Linked DNA regions of Mus musculus: all the other regions are linked to region 5. The links are chromatin contacts, called in public HiChIP or PLAC-seq and promoter capture Hi-C maps. All regions are on one chromosome and are shown on one strand. Each heading gives the region's core, a stretch centred on a gene start, on an enhancer-like site or on the middle of the called end of the contact. The rest is flanking DNA. Distances are from core to core; before and after follow the strand shown.

The links. Promoter capture Hi-C pulls out the DNA fragments that hold promoters and counts their contacts. HiChIP or PLAC-seq counts read pairs in DNA pulled down with a chosen protein or histone mark. Capture Hi-C pulls out chosen DNA fragments and counts their contacts.
Region 1: a promoter capture Hi-C map of embryonic stem cells shows a contact between it and region 5, with 7 times the contacts expected there. The contact joins the promoter of Myh3 here to the promoter of Zkscan6 in region 5. A contact is called at or near these places in 15 of 39 promoter capture datasets (the C10 cell line, the HPC-7 cell line, cranial neural crest and 9 more), 8 of 484 Hi-C or Micro-C datasets (cardiomyocytes, cerebellum, cerebral cortex and 2 more), 12 of 115 datasets of contacts at active chromatin or transcription factors (the 230-238 cell line, acute myeloid leukemia, astrocytes and 6 more) and 1 of 9 other capture datasets (embryonic stem cells).
Region 2: an H3K27ac HiChIP or PLAC-seq map of embryonic stem cells shows a contact between it and region 5, with 16 times the contacts expected there. The contact joins the promoter of Pirt here to the promoter of Zkscan6 in region 5. A contact is called at or near these places in 10 of 39 promoter capture datasets (cranial neural crest, embryonic stem cells, frontonasal cranial neural crest and 6 more), 11 of 484 Hi-C or Micro-C datasets (embryonic fibroblasts, embryonic stem cells, ganglionic eminence and 5 more), 18 of 115 datasets of contacts at active chromatin or transcription factors (cardiomyocytes, differentiating embryonic stem cells, embryonic forebrain and 9 more) and 1 of 9 other capture datasets (embryonic stem cells).
Region 3: a promoter capture Hi-C map of adipose tissue shows a contact between it and region 5, with 3 times the contacts expected there. The contact joins the promoter of Cox10 here to the promoter of Zkscan6 in region 5. A contact is called at or near these places in 1 of 484 Hi-C or Micro-C datasets (granulosa cells) and 1 of 9 other capture datasets (adipose tissue).
Region 4: a promoter capture Hi-C map of embryonic stem cells shows a contact between it and region 5, with 8 times the contacts expected there. The contact joins the promoter of Tmem220 here to the promoter of Zkscan6 in region 5. A contact is called at or near these places in 3 of 39 promoter capture datasets (cranial neural crest, embryonic stem cells and hippocampal neurons), 1 of 15 datasets of contacts at CTCF or cohesin (large pre-B cells), 8 of 484 Hi-C or Micro-C datasets (the N1E-115 cell line, embryonic limb bud and embryonic stem cells), 26 of 115 datasets of contacts at active chromatin or transcription factors (the NIH/3T3 cell line, acute myeloid leukemia, astrocytes and 16 more) and 4 of 9 other capture datasets (adipose tissue, embryonic stem cells, liver and 1 more).

The regions. Positions count from the first base shown.
Region 1 is chr11:67,076,953-67,079,652 of GRCm38.p6, reverse strand. It overlaps Myh3 (myosin, heavy polypeptide 3, skeletal muscle, embryonic), which reads right to left and starts at 1,353. Exons shown (of 41, transcript NM_001099635.1): 1 at 1,329-1,353; 2 at 504-514.
Region 2 is chr11:66,910,564-66,913,367 of GRCm38.p6, reverse strand. Pirt (phosphoinositide-interacting regulator of transient receptor potential channels) reads right to left here and starts at 1,377. Exons shown (of 2, transcript NM_178656.3): 1 at 1,226-1,377. All of the region lies in intron 3 of Gm12298 (predicted gene 12298), which reads left to right.
Region 3 is chr11:64,077,943-64,080,740 of GRCm38.p6, reverse strand. Cox10 (heme A:farnesyltransferase cytochrome c oxidase assembly factor 10) reads left to right here and starts at 1,269. Exons shown (of 7, transcript NM_178379.3): 1 at 1,269-1,405. The coding sequence starts at 1,363. 2810001G20Rik (RIKEN cDNA 2810001G20 gene) reads right to left here and starts at 1,257. Exons shown (of 2, transcript NR_033780.1): 1 at 964-1,257.
Region 4 is chr11:67,023,792-67,026,491 of GRCm38.p6, reverse strand. It overlaps Tmem220 (transmembrane protein 220), which reads right to left and starts at 1,338. Exons shown (of 6, transcript NM_001291042.1): 1 at 1,221-1,338; 2 at 554-583. The coding sequence starts at 1,313.
Region 5 is chr11:65,805,643-65,808,481 of GRCm38.p6, reverse strand. Zkscan6 (zinc finger with KRAB and SCAN domains 6) reads right to left here and starts at 1,307. Exons shown (of 7, transcript NM_001302374.1): 1 at 1,221-1,307.

The DNA of each region.
Region 1 (2,700 bases), core at 104-2,603, 1.3 Mb before region 5:
ACAGAACATTCAAAATTAAATACCATGAAAAAAAAAAAAGAAGTAAAGGCATTCCATGAAAAAAAAAAGGTAAAAGAATTCCTTAAAGAGAGAATACTAAGCAGAAAATGGCAGAGACAGCTTTGAACTGTTTTGAATCGACATGGTTTCTGCCTCCCATGCTAAGAATAGACTGAAGGCCAGGCATGGTGGTCTATGCCTTTAGTCCCAGAACTTCGGAGGCTGCGACAGGTGGATCTCTGTGAGTCTGAAGCCAGCCTGGTCTACCTAGAGAGTTCAATGCCATCTGGGGCTACACAGTGAGATCCTGTCTCAAAAAACAAAGGAACAACAAACCACCATAGAGAATAGATGGGAACCTCTAGCCGCACCCCTGAGGATGAAGCCTGCACTTCTCCGTTAAGCTCTGTAACTCCTCGGGGGCACAGGCATGAGGGGGCAATGGGTGATCTGGGTTTACCTGAAGACTTCCTGAAGCTCTGGGATGTGGCCCCAATGCTCACCTGAGTCACACCTGCAGGACAGCAGAGAGCAGCAGCAGTTGTGGACGTATGGGACCTGCAAGAGCATGCACACAGAGTTTAGTGGCCACCGTGATGTCTGCTTCTGTGACGAACCAGACCTTGGTGAGGCTCAACTAAGACACACAAAGGACTAGACAGTCAGAAAGATCCTTAGCTCTGAGGCAAGCCCTAGGACTGCAGACAGATCATAGTCTACAGCTAGGCATAACTACCAACTGCCTGGCAGGTTGGCTCCTCCAGCCCACTCTGACAATTTCTTCAGACTGCAAGATCCTTCATTGTGAACAGGGCAGGGATTCTAAATGGACTGAGTCCCTGCCAATAAAAGCTTCTGTTAGCGGGTGGGGACAGGCCTCCTGGTTATCTGAAAATGGAGACGATGCTGAGATTGGCTAATTTAAACCTGTTAAGCAAACATGTAGTCTTGAGGCCACTAAACACCCAGCAGGTATAGCGTCCAGGTAGGAAACACAGAGTCCCCTGTTCATTCTGTGGATCAGAGAGGCAACAGGAGAACATGGAGCCATGGTGGACAGGCCCATGCCTGTCCAACAGGATCCTTCCCAAGCAGAGAAAAGAAAGGGTGGGCAGGACCCCAGCTTCGATGATCTGCTAGAGGCAGTGGGATGCTGGGCTCTTGGGTCTCGCATCTCACTCTACTGTATTCCTTGAGAACGCCTTGAGAAGAGAAAAGAGGCTTGCCTGCTATAACAAAGCCAGGGAGGGCCACAGTCCAGGGCAGTGGCCGAATCAGGTCTAGAAGCAGTAAATGCCACAGAGATACTAGGAAAGTGTAAGACTTACCTCTGACTGTGACAGAGAGAAGCATAGAGGAGAGCTGCCCCCTGGGCTTTTATAGGCCACCACTAACCCCCTGGGCTCATTCTTCCTCTATATTTGGAAAGAGAATGACTGACACCACAGGCTGAGAACTGGCCCCCTCCACACGTATTTTTCGCCGTTGCCAAGGGAAAAGTATATATAGAAATGAGCAGGGTCCGAAACCATTTTTTCCAACTGTAGAAAGCTGGGAATTTGAGATGCCTTGCTCTGTGAACTCAGGGCTGTAGCTTCTCCACCTAGCACAATGGGATCTCCTTTGCTTTAGGAGCCCCTACCTGGCTCCATCCTGCAGGCCATCCCACCCTGAAATCAGCTGAAGCCACTACCACTTGGGAACAGGGGACACACAGTTGTGCTATTTGCTTAGAAAGCTCATCGAAGATAAAGTAGAATTGAACTTGTTGAAGTCCCCTCACGGTTATGAGCCAAACTCTGTAAAACTTGTGCAGTTGGATTATAGTTTTTTTTTTCTCCTTCTCCATCTCTCTCCTTCCCCTCATTACTTTCTGTCTCATTACTATAATTATTTACTTAATCCTTTCTTAAGCACTAGCAGGACCAACAAGCAAGTAAATGACAGGGAGCTATGCCACCAGCCCATGTTCACAGTGACAGCTGCTTAGGGGCCTGTGGTTATCAAGACATATTACCAATTAGGAAAGGCCAGCTGCCAGCCTAGATAGGGGGCGAGGGGAACGGTAGTGGCCTGAAGAGAAAGGGGGGATGGGTATCGCCTAACAGATGCTGTCATTTCTAAATCAGGACTGGAAAATTAAACCTTAACAAGAGAATTAAGGTACAGTTGACATTTTTGTCCATTTCCATTCCTCTCTTTCCTGGTCCAGTCTTTGTGGTGAGGGTCTGAGTTGTATGGGGTCATGGTTGTTCATTTAATAGAGAACTTCATGCCAATACATCCCATTTGAGAATATGGACTGTCCTCTTACAGCCTACCCATACACTGGTAAGGGAAGAAGGGAGAAAGCAGGACCAAAGTCTTCATAGGGACCATTATTTTTTTCGAGACAGGGTTTCTCTGTGTATCCCTGGCTGTCCTGGAACTCACTTTGTAGACCAGGCTGACCTCGAACTCAGAAATCTGCCTGCCTCTGCCTCCCAAGTACTGGGATTAAAGGCATGCACCACCACCGCCCGGCCATAGGGACCATTATTAAACATCCTCTGTATGTTCTTTCCTATTGAGGACTCTTCAAAAAGGCAGAGTGGAATCGGAAGATAGTCTTTCCCCAACATAAACCATTTTGTGGGCAATGAGTCATACAGCCTTCACACATTCCCTTCCAAGATTTAGGCAATTTCATAGCAGAGAGGC
Region 2 (2,804 bases), core at 128-2,627, 1.1 Mb before region 5:
TAGAGAGCTCTGATAGGAACTGGGCTATTCTGGGAATTGCAAGGACCTGGTGACACTGAGGAGAGGCGAGGGCACTGGTGACCTCAGCAAGGGTCAGCTGGTAGGAAGTGCCAAAGGCAGGCCACAGGCTTTGCATAATCGACCTGCGGTGGTCTCCTTATCCAGAGCAGGACCCAGTATGGATAGAGAGTAGGTCTCTCTCTTTCCCGGAATTTCCCACTGTCAGGGCTCAGCCCCAGAGGCTAGATGCAACTCTCCAGGGTCTTTATCTCCTCTTGCTGTACTGCCTCACTTCCAGGACTTCATTTGGTGATGTCGACTCCTCTGATAAGGTGTGTGTGGCCCTGTGCCTGGTCTGATAAAGAAGAGAGAGTGTGGAATATGTTGCTGCTATCGTCACAGCCTCCATCTGTTCCAGGGCTCACAGCGCTCTCGGGAAGGGGACCTTTTTCTCTGAGCTCAGAGCTATCTGGAGGGAGCCACTCACCTTCCTCTTCGGGTCACACAACCAGTGCATGGGCCCTGTGGGGCTCCAGGCTGGAAAAAGAATCTCAAGGGATATGATGTGTTGTTACACTTGGCTTTACCTAGGGGCGGAGTCCCACCGCCCTCTGTCTGAGCAAGCCATGCCTTTGTCTGTGTTTTTGTGTACCTGTCTTGCTCCCTCCTTCCTGAAGTGAAGACTGCCCAAGCCAGGGTACTCCGCCTTGTTTCCCTGGCACTCAGCCAGGGCACCGGCCACACCTGCAGGAAGGAGGGGCAGACCCGCAGCTGCTGAGGTTGGATGGAGGATGCCCAGGGGACAGACAGTCTATGCCCACTACTCCGAGGTCTCCGGGTGTCCTAACACTTGACACGCTGCCGCTTCTGCGCCCGCTCATTCCTTCCCTTTAATGGCTTCCAAGGGAGAAAGGCTCAGAGCTCCACAGGCAGGGCAGCCCTCACTGCACATGGTGTCTTTCCCCAGGTGTACAGCAGGAGATACCCAGCTCAGCCCACTTCTGCCTGTCTCTCAGGGCAGCCCATCCAGCCTGCTTGAAGCTAACTAACTTCATTCCATCTCATCTTTAGTATTCACACTGCCTTCCAACTCTACTTCAGAGACTCAACGCACTCCAAAGCAAACTTCAAACCGTCCTTCTTTCCAGGGAGACATAGCAAAGGGCTGGGACTGGGGTGGCAGGGCAAGGTGGGTGAGGGTGGAGGGATCCTTTTTCTTACTTACCGTGCACAACGTCCCGGGGGAAGACTGGGGACCTGGGACTCAGTCGGCTCTCGCGTAGGGAGGAAGCTGGCAATGAGTTTCTGCTCAAGTCCTTCATCCCAGCTGGAGAAAGGCACCCTGGCCACATCAGTGTGCTGCGAATCCCAGCCACTGAGCAGGCTCCGGCTGGGATGAGCTCACCAGGATGTGGCCTAATGGGTTAACTCTTTGCAACCTGCTGGCGCAGGCACTCGAATGTGGCTTTCTCAGCTCTGCTCAGCCACTATTAGACAAATCTTGTGAAAAATTAATGAAGTTTTTCTGCAGTGTGCCTTTGAGTTTCAGTAGAAGTGTGTATTTGGCTGGTAGTGCCTGGGCAGAGAGGATCCTGACCTAGGTTCAGCAGGCTGTGGAGGTTCTGGGATGGGGGAGGTGTGAGGTGGTGATGGTGGGTTACATGTGATATGTGTGCCTGGCTCAGAAGCTGTGTTCGGGGCAGTATTATTGATAGTGAGATCTGGGCCTCTCTTCCTGCTTTGGATGTTGGAGAGCTCTGTGTTTGTTGAGTTAGGGAACACCTTTAGCTCCAAGATGCAAGGAGTATCTCTGGGAGCACCCCAGTAATCACACTCATGATGGCTACCCTTCATTACACAATGCCAGGAGCCAAGACATGTCCCTCGGGGATAGGTCTAAAGAATTTCCTTCTTGCTTCTCCCATCTAGCCCACTAGTTTTCTATTGATCTTTTTTGTGAGATGCCAGTTACAATCATGAAGATAAGCAAGCAAATCATGGCAAGAGGCAGAAGGACGTCCACTGTTGAGCCCGTCTGCCCGGGCGTGGGGGAAGCCAGTGTGAGCTGATGGGATGCCAGTTCTCAAGGTGTCGATGGATACCCTGCGGTCGGCAGTATTATTTAAGATTCTGGTGGCCAGACTAATTGGTTGTCTTTCTCCCAGCTATTCTGAGAAGATGGAAGCCATTACTGGTGGGGCAGGAGGGGGACTTTGATACCAGCAAGGATACACTGGGGGCTTCCTCTGTGGAGTGTAAAAAAAAGTCTTTCCCAAGAGTCATCAGGGAGGCCTAAAGCCAGTCAAGTTCAAAGCCATGGGCTCTTCCGTCTCAAGCCTTTTGATTTTCATGACTTGCAAAGATGAAGAGGGCTTGGCTATGTCATCAGTGTTTGGTGACATTGAAAGCTGAACCCTTCAGCTGAGGGAGTGAAAGAAGGGAGGCTAAGGGCTCCAGGGAGTTGACTTTGAAGGATTTAGTGGGTGCCACTTCTCTGACGTAGGTGCCTCTTATTCTGTGTTCAGATCAGCTTCTGAGACTGGAGTTATCAGGTGCCAAGGAGCCCTGGGATGAGTTGTTGTGCAATGCAGACAAGAACTTATTTTTCTTTAAATTCAGATTTCTATGTTTTCTTCTCCCTTTTCAGGATGTGGCTACATGGTGCAGAACTAACCATCACTAAGAGTTAATGCCTAATCTATTGTTTTTTCTGTGCTACTTATTATTCTAGGCATTTTTATTTATATAATAATTCACTATTTACTACAAAACCCCATGTGGCGTATAAAGAGATATATTGCTAT
Region 3 (2,798 bases), core at 20-2,519, 1.7 Mb after region 5:
ATATTTTATATTCCTATAAACAATGTATCAGGATTCCTACTTCTTCACTAACTTGTTAACTCCTGCTATTGATTAATTTTGTTTATAGCCATCTTATAGGTGTACAGTCCTATCACTTTTTGGTTTTATAACACAAATTTTAAGAGACAACTATAAAGAGATAGGAAGTACAGTAGACTGCTATACAATCTACAGTTTGAATCACGCAATCTCTCTAGCCCTCAGGTTCCATACCATGTAACCATTGAGTTAGGTATCTGAGATCTAGTTTGTAAAGGGCTAACTTATTTATGATGATCAGAGTTCCAGGAACAGTGGGTCTAATTAACCAAGATAGCTGTAAAGCAGAAGGCCTCCCCTAAGCAGCACTCACTGTTGGTGTGATTAGATCCCAAATTGTGCTTTTCATTTGTTGATTTAAGGTTTGTACTTTGTAATATTTCACTTAACACAGCATTTCAAAGTGCTCGAAAAACAGTGGATTGAACAGTTGTTAACTTTTCAGTTATTCACCAGAAATCCATCCTCTTCTTCCTTAGTCTAAGATTAATTTGATGGGGACAACCATTATCCTAGGTCCACAGTGATGAACTGTGATGGGCCTCAGAAAATCCCATTCTCTGCTCTGTCTTCCTGGTAAACTGGAAAACTCTCACAGTTCCTTCTACTGAGCAGCAAGTTGGCTCTTCAAAGCCTTTCTTTAGCCTACTTCACAGAAATGCTAACCTCATTCCATAGCGCTTTCTACCTTATCCCTATCGGGATGACGCTCACCATGACCAGTTCTTGCTGCAGAGACACAGTGCGTGCTCTTACACAAACTCCTGTCTCAGTGGCCCCTGATCAGCACCTGAGGTGAACCACAGAGATCTCACCTCATCGCTGAAAGCAAACACAAACTGCCCTTGTAAGTCATGTTTTGCTCTTTTAATGAGTTTCTTTCTTCCTCGTTTTTTTACTTACCAAACTCCACGAGAAGCCAACAGCCTGCGCAAGATCAGCCTGGGTGACAACTGAGGAGGCATTCAATTCTTTCAAGCTCAGGGGACTGCCGGGCCGGGCCGGACTCCAGAGCCCTAACCCCGCCACGACTCGCCTTCCGCCCGCGGGCTCCGACGATCTGTCCCTCCCGGGCAGAGAGCTCACCTAGTCTACATCTGGAGCGTCTGAGGGGAAAGCGAAAGCTCTACCATCCGATCTTTATAAGCTCCGCTAGCCTAGCTTTCAGAGAGCGCTGGGAGCCGGAAGTGACAAGAGGAAGTCCCGCCTCACTCAGAGGGCGGGCTAGCAAGATGGCGGCGCCCAGGAGCCGGTGAGGTGAGAGGCGTCCTGGGGTCCTGGGGACTGCTGCACCAGTACGTTATGGCCGCGTCCCCGCACACCATTTCCTCGCGCCTCCTCACAGGTATTGTACCCGGTTGGGAATGATCGTGGACGAATTGTTTTCTTTTTTGCCATGTGCGGTACCGTGTTGCCGGCCGCCTGCAACCTTGGAAGCCCTTGGCTTGTCACTTGGCAGGGAGGTGACCTTTAGGGTCACCTGAAGGGACGAGGCCAAGTATTGTGGACCAGCTTTGCACCGTAGGCCAGGTGGTCCCTAAGGCTTGATATCCCGTGCTCTTTGGAGTTTCAGACAGTGCAAGATGGAGGGACAGGATAAACCATGGGGCTCCACAAGCCTGGCACATGAGAGCCGCGGTTCCTGGCCACCGCCTTTTAATGACAAGAAGCGCACCTCCCCCCCCCCCCCCCCCCCGTTAAGGAGCTGTCTTCCAGCTTAAAGTGTTACCTTAATCACCATGATAATGATAACTGCCAACTGAATCCCATTGAGCCAGCGCTGTACCATCAGTATGGCTCCTTCCATCAGAAGGACTTTTGACAGATGTGTGTTTATCACAAACTCTTGAAAAGCTCCTATATTTTACCTTTTCAGGGAGGCCAACCTTAGCACTCTAACTAAAATAGGAGTCTTTATCCTTCTTTTCTTATATCATATTAATTTATCATGAATAACACACGGTGTAATTGTTCACACCTGCAGTACAGATGTGCAACAATTTAGTGTGTTCCTCCCAGTAAGAGAAACACTTTGTGAAAGTAAAGATAGTCTGTCTCCCTGGTTCACCACTGTATCCCTCATGCCCAGAGCAATGCCTATGTGCATTGGTGATGCTCAGTCATTTGTGAATGAATGAGATTGTGCTGGTAGAAATTTTAAAGAGGAGGTTGGTTTTGTGACTAGTATCCATGGATGGTGGCAAAGTGATCTATAGTACAGACAAGATAGTGGAAGCCATTGTGTACCTTCTCACAGCCCAGAACCATCCTGTAGGCCTCCCTGTCACTTACACACTGCCCACTGTGTCTGGCTGACTGTGGTGATCACTGTGCTTCTGTAGAGCTCTTTTCTCCCGTGCGTTTGTATGATCCCAGTGCAGATCATTTGACTTTCTTTAATGAAACATTTACGCGTCTATAATAAGGTAACTGAGCTAGGTGATCTCAAAGGTACCTTCTGGCTCATAAACCAGGGCAGGAAGTGGAAGGGTGGGTAGAAGAGACAAAGTTGGGCAGTACTTGGTAATTGTCAAAGCTGTGCGTTGAGTGATAGAGCCTCCTTGGACACCTCTTTTCATATGACTGTCATTTTCTAAAATAAAAAGTTTATGGGGTTCTTCGTGTGTGTGTGTGTGTGTGTGTGTGTGTGTCTGTTGTGAGTCTTTCTTGACTCACTTCTTTGTTACTTTCTGTAATCGCTGATTGTGAGTATTCCTCGATGCAGACACTCGGTACTC
Region 4 (2,700 bases), core at 89-2,588, 1.2 Mb before region 5:
GTTTCAGGCCATGGTTCTACTGCACCAACATTCAAACCAGGCTAGAACTCAGCTCTGCATTCCTGGTGTTCTCACTCACTGCTCTCTATACAGTGAACACTGTCCCCAAACCCAAGAATGAGTTTCTCAGTGATACTGTGCAGTCTGCCTCCAAGACGGTCTATTGTTGTCTGAGAACAAAAGTCACAGATGGATATAACCGGCACACATCCTTGTTACGGCTGTCATAAAGGTTAGCATAATGTATGTCAAATGACTAGCATGTTGTAAGTCCTTAGCAAAGACAGGAGCTCTTACTGTCATGCCCGGTGTAGTCATGGGAAGTGGGAGTCGCTGGTATAAGCTCTCTCTGCAGAAAGACTTTCGTGTCTACAGAAAGTTCAGAATTCACATCTCCATCAGTTATATGATCAGAGTGATTTCCCCCTCCGATGCGAAAAATTAGGGACATGAGCTCACAGAGGTATTAATTTCTGGGTTTTAGACAAGAGTCCCAGGATCAGAGTGTAGTCGTGTCAAATGGAGGAACGTTTTGCAAGTAGCTCATACTCACCACCCACAACTCTGCATCTGGATCGTTTACCTAGAATGTCAAAACGTCAAGGTGTTAGCTCACATTAGATCCATGTATCCTCTGTCTGGTCTGGCCTTGTGTTTACTATTCATTGCGAAGAACTAGGCGCTACAATGGGCTCAGGGTACATAACACCATGAGCTAGTTTAGCAGTCTGCACATCCCGATGGCAGCAGGGACTCTCCTCTCGGTTGAACACAACAGGTAGATCTAACCACCCAGCCATGCATCTTTTGAAAATAACTGCTTGGGATTTCCTAAGAACTATTATAGTGTATATGAAAATCCTAGGTCCCAAGATACGAGGGCAGTCACCCTGAGGATGATCAGGAAGAGGTCTAGGAAGGGTAAGGATGCTGTCTATTCTATTTCCACTTTCCTCCCAGGCGCTAAAACCCATCTCACTGAGGCTGAAGATTCGAAAAGGTGTCAGAGCTGCGGTTCTGGGCCCCTTTCTAAGTGACCGGCTGCACAAACTTGCACGCGGGGCCGCTAGGTCAAGCTCTGAGTGCGTTGCCTAACTACACATATTCATCCATGTTCTTTCTGCTTGAAAGGACTCTGTGGGTCCCAATTCGGCTCCACCCTGAGAACTGGTCGCCCAGGCTTCGCGGTCCCTCTGCCAGCCCTCCTCAGCCCGCCTGACCTGCACCACAGCGGCCAGGGCGAAGAAAGCTGCCATGAGTGCGTTGCAGGCCCGCCACAAGCCGGGAGCCCAAGTAGCCACTGCTGGCGCCATGACCTGGAAGCCGGAGGAGCAGGACAGGCCCCAGAGGGGCGTGGCCAGAGGGCGAGGCTGGGCTAGCGGGGCGGTACCCAGGAGGGGCGGGGCGTAGTAGGTGGGGGAGGGACAAGGGGCAGGGCTCAGACAGCGGGAGCGGGGATACAAGGGCGAGGCGAGCCCTTCTTCCCTCCCCGCCCTCCTCAGGTCTAGAACGGTCTTGCGGCGCTCTCTAGTGGATAAAGTGTATCATTGGCATGTGCCTTTCTTTTCCCTTATTCTTTCTCTCATTAAAAAAGCAAATGAAGCCGGGCGTGGTGGCGCACGCCTTTAATCCCAGCACTCGGGAGGTAGAGGCAGGCCTGGTCTACAAAGTGAGTTCCAGGACAGCCAGGGCTACACAGAGAAACCCTGTCTCGAAAAAACAAAACAAAACAAACAAACAAACAAACAAACAAAGCAAATGAAAGAAACAAAACAAACACAACAGAACAAACCAGAAACGCAAATGAAGAAGAGAAAGGAAAAGAAAAAGGACGCGCTAGCGCGCGTGTTCTGGTTAGGTTTTGTTTTTGTTTTTGTTTTTCCGTTTTCTGTGAAAGGGTCCAGTGGCTGTCCTGGAACTCACTATATAAAACACACTAACTTCAAACTCACAGTCTGGTCTCATTTACACATTCATAGTCCTAAATAGTGCTGGAATTAGTATTTAAGTGCTTCTTTTTAAAGCTCCCGTGCTTCCAGAGGGAGGAAAACATTGCGACATTTCTGAAGTGAGTTCCAGAGGCAGCTCCCTTTACCTTCACGTGCTCTCATCATATAAGATATTTATTTATGTATTATACATATTTATATTTCTAACCCATCTGCAAAACCAACGTTTCCAACACTCATTTGCTATGCATTTCTTAGAAAGGGAAGACTTGGAAGTATTGGCAGCTCTCTGCTCACTTATTTCAGCCAGTTTCCTGTTGTGTAAGCTACGGAGTAGCTCTTCTTTGGGCTCATTTACACATGCATAGACCGAATCATTGTTATTCTAAATAGTCTTTGTCACCTCAAATCCTGCATTTTGGGTGCCTGACTGTTCTGCTTTCCTTTTAACTAAAAGAAGAAAAAGATCAACTTCTCAGAAGTGTTTTCCATTCAAGGGCAGCCTTTAGAGCAGCACTTCTCAACTTGTGGGTCGCGACCCCTTCGAGGGGGCCAAAGGACCCTTTCATAGAGTTCCCCTAAGACCACCAGAAAGCAGATTTGCATTATGATTTATAACAGTAGCAAGATTACAATTATGAATAGCAACAAAAATAATTTTATGGTTGAGGGCCACCTTTGTTGTGATCATAAAAAAAGAAAGAGCTATAAGAATATGTTCTGGCAGGGTGTGGGGAAGGAGATGTCTCCG
Region 5 (2,839 bases), core at 58-2,557:
ACAGTTATGAAGTAGCAACAAAAAATATTTTATGGTTGGGAGTCACCACCATGAAAAGAACTGCATTAAAGAGTCTCAGCATTAGGAAGGTTGAGAATCACTGGCTTAGGAGGACAACTTTCAAAGAAGGCTCTGTTTTTAGAAATGAAATACACAAAACCCCTTCACTAACTAAATGATTTCCTGAGTTTTACAAAAATAATAAAATTTCAGTCAGTAAAATTTCTACCTGTCAGATTGATCAGAATTAGTTCCTAACACAAATCTGGAGACTATTCAAGAAGCGCTATTCTGGGAAACTAAATCTTACACATTTAAATTGTATATTAATACTACTACTTCATGCAGTAGAGGCCAACTGGTGGCTACCACCCAGGCATCTGTGACAAGGCGTCCATTTACTCAAAATTAAATTACCTTATAGAGAGACGTATGGATTTGTGTCCGGATGAGACTCTACCTCTCACTCCTCACAGAAGAAACTCGTGATTTATCAGTTATATTTGTATTACCGACGCTTTAAGAAATCGAAGTGAAATGCAATTTTTCTATGCACACGTAGGTTGCACACAGGGTTGCACATGTAGGTGGCCCTTTGTTTATCAGACCACTGTAGGCTTTGCTTGTGCCATTGATGACCCTCCTGACAGCCCTGTAAAGTAAGTATTAAAAGTGGGCTGGAGAGATGGCTCAAATCCCAGCAACCACATGGTGGCTCACAACCATCCGTAATGAGACTTGACCCCCTCTTCTAGGGTGTCTGAAGACAGCTACAGTGTACTTACATATAATAATAAATAAATCTTTAAAACAAAAACAAAAACAAAAAACAAAGTTAACAGCTCTGGATCCTCCAGGGCTTCCAAGCAGCAACGTTTCAAGCCCAGGAAGAGCTAGGGCAGCCTTCTGGGGGTTTGCAAGGGGTAGCTGGGGTTATCACTGAGGGCCAGTAACTAGCGGTTAGCCACCTGGCAGTGTCCAACCGGAGTCCGGACAGACCCGATCCCTCTCCTGGGACGAGCAACCCGGAAGAGTCCACTTTCCGTTCCGCCCCGAGTCCCCTCCCCCGCACGCGCCTGCCGTCCGCGAGCGCGACAGGCACGGGGCTGAGACCGCTGTCCCCGCCCCAGCTCGCTCCTGACAGTGCGCGAGCTGAAGCGACTTCAGGTTTGACCCCAGGACTCGGCTAGCCCTCCGATCCGCCCAAACTACGCGCTTACCTCGGCCCTAACCACCCTCACCGAGGCACTTCCGGAAGCTGGACGGCTGCGCGCATCCGCGGCCCTGGCGACGCGCGGCGCCGGGGCGGAGCGAGGGGCGGGGCGGGGCGGGGCGAGTGAGGGACTACCTGAGACCGGCTTTCCTATTGGCTCCCCAAGAAGTGTCCCAGTTCACGACCCGAGTCTGACCCCTCCCCTCGCAGGGAGCAGGGAGCTCCGGGTTCCCACCAGCATTCATTCCTCGAGATCGGGTTTTCTAACCCAGGCTGAGCCTACAGCCTTTTCGCCCATTTTCAGACCGTCCTGCGCTGGGCCACAGCAGTCACCTCTTATCACTAAGCCCAGTTGACAGAAGCCTCCTGTCCAAATCCAGGTATTCAGTCATGAGTAGCTGACAGACAGGACAGCTTTGGAATAGAGATGCGTCCTCCCCCTAGACCATGGTTAGAAGGGTGGACATCTCCGAAGAAACACGGCAGGGGCGAGGGGAGCATGGTATGTGCACACGCCTGAAAAACTGATCAGTAGGAAAGGAACTCAGCGAGTACTCAAAGTAAGTCCTTGGCGCCGAAAGGCTCGCAGTTCCTTAGAAAACCTTTCACAATCCCGGTTAAAGCAATCGGTGAGTCAGACAGACGTCAAGAGACAAACGTAGTTGACAGGTTACGAGTCTGGCAGAGGCGGAAGTGTCTATCACAGGAGAGCTTGGCTGATTGAGCAGAGACATTTAGCTAGAGACTCGCCTCGTGGGTTATTTTCAATTCTGAGGAACTTCACTTCCAAGATCAGGTGGTTTGGTCGGGACCCTAATAAGGTTCCTGTAAAGCGTGTTGGGCTTTAGTTGAACAACATTCAAGGGAGAGCAGAGTAACTCAAACCCTGGAGTTGTGCAATGAGCCTCTGAGAATCTGACTGAAGCTGAGGCTTTTCCCACGGGAAATATGGAGACATGGCTATACACACATTTCCTTCTGAAATTCAGGGAGAGAATAGAGGCAATCTTGGAATCCACAAAATTCAAGCTGACAGTTCTAGTTAGAACTGTCCCTTTAGCTACTTTTTAAAAATTAAGCTGGCAATTGAGGAGAAGCATGACACTCTTTGAACAGACGGAACAAGCAAAACACATTTTAAAAATAGGAAGACATCTAACTTAGCGGAGGAGATAATAGAAAAGTGCCATCTATTTTCATTTACTTCATAAATATTTACCAGCTGCCTTGTCGGAGCCGGATACTATTCCATTCGATAAGGATATAGCAGTGAACTACACATGCAATGCTCTGGCCCTTAAAATACTATTTTGTGAAGAAAGCTGAGCAATAGGTAAATAAATGCACAGGTAATAAGCATGCTGGGTCATGAAAAGTAGGAAAAAATTAATGAGGTAAGACAGGTGGTATTAGAGTTGTATTACAGTTTATGTACCATGAGGGAGGACGAACAGATAAAACAACCTTGAATTGAGACTAGAAGTTAAGGAGCAAACCTAGTGTACAGGGCAAGTTTTCCAGGCTGAGGAAATAACAAACATCTAAGCCTGGAGACAATAAGAAAAAAAAGTAAAGAGCTCTGAGCTCTGAGCTCTGGACCACAGCAGCAAATAGTTCCCACGTAAG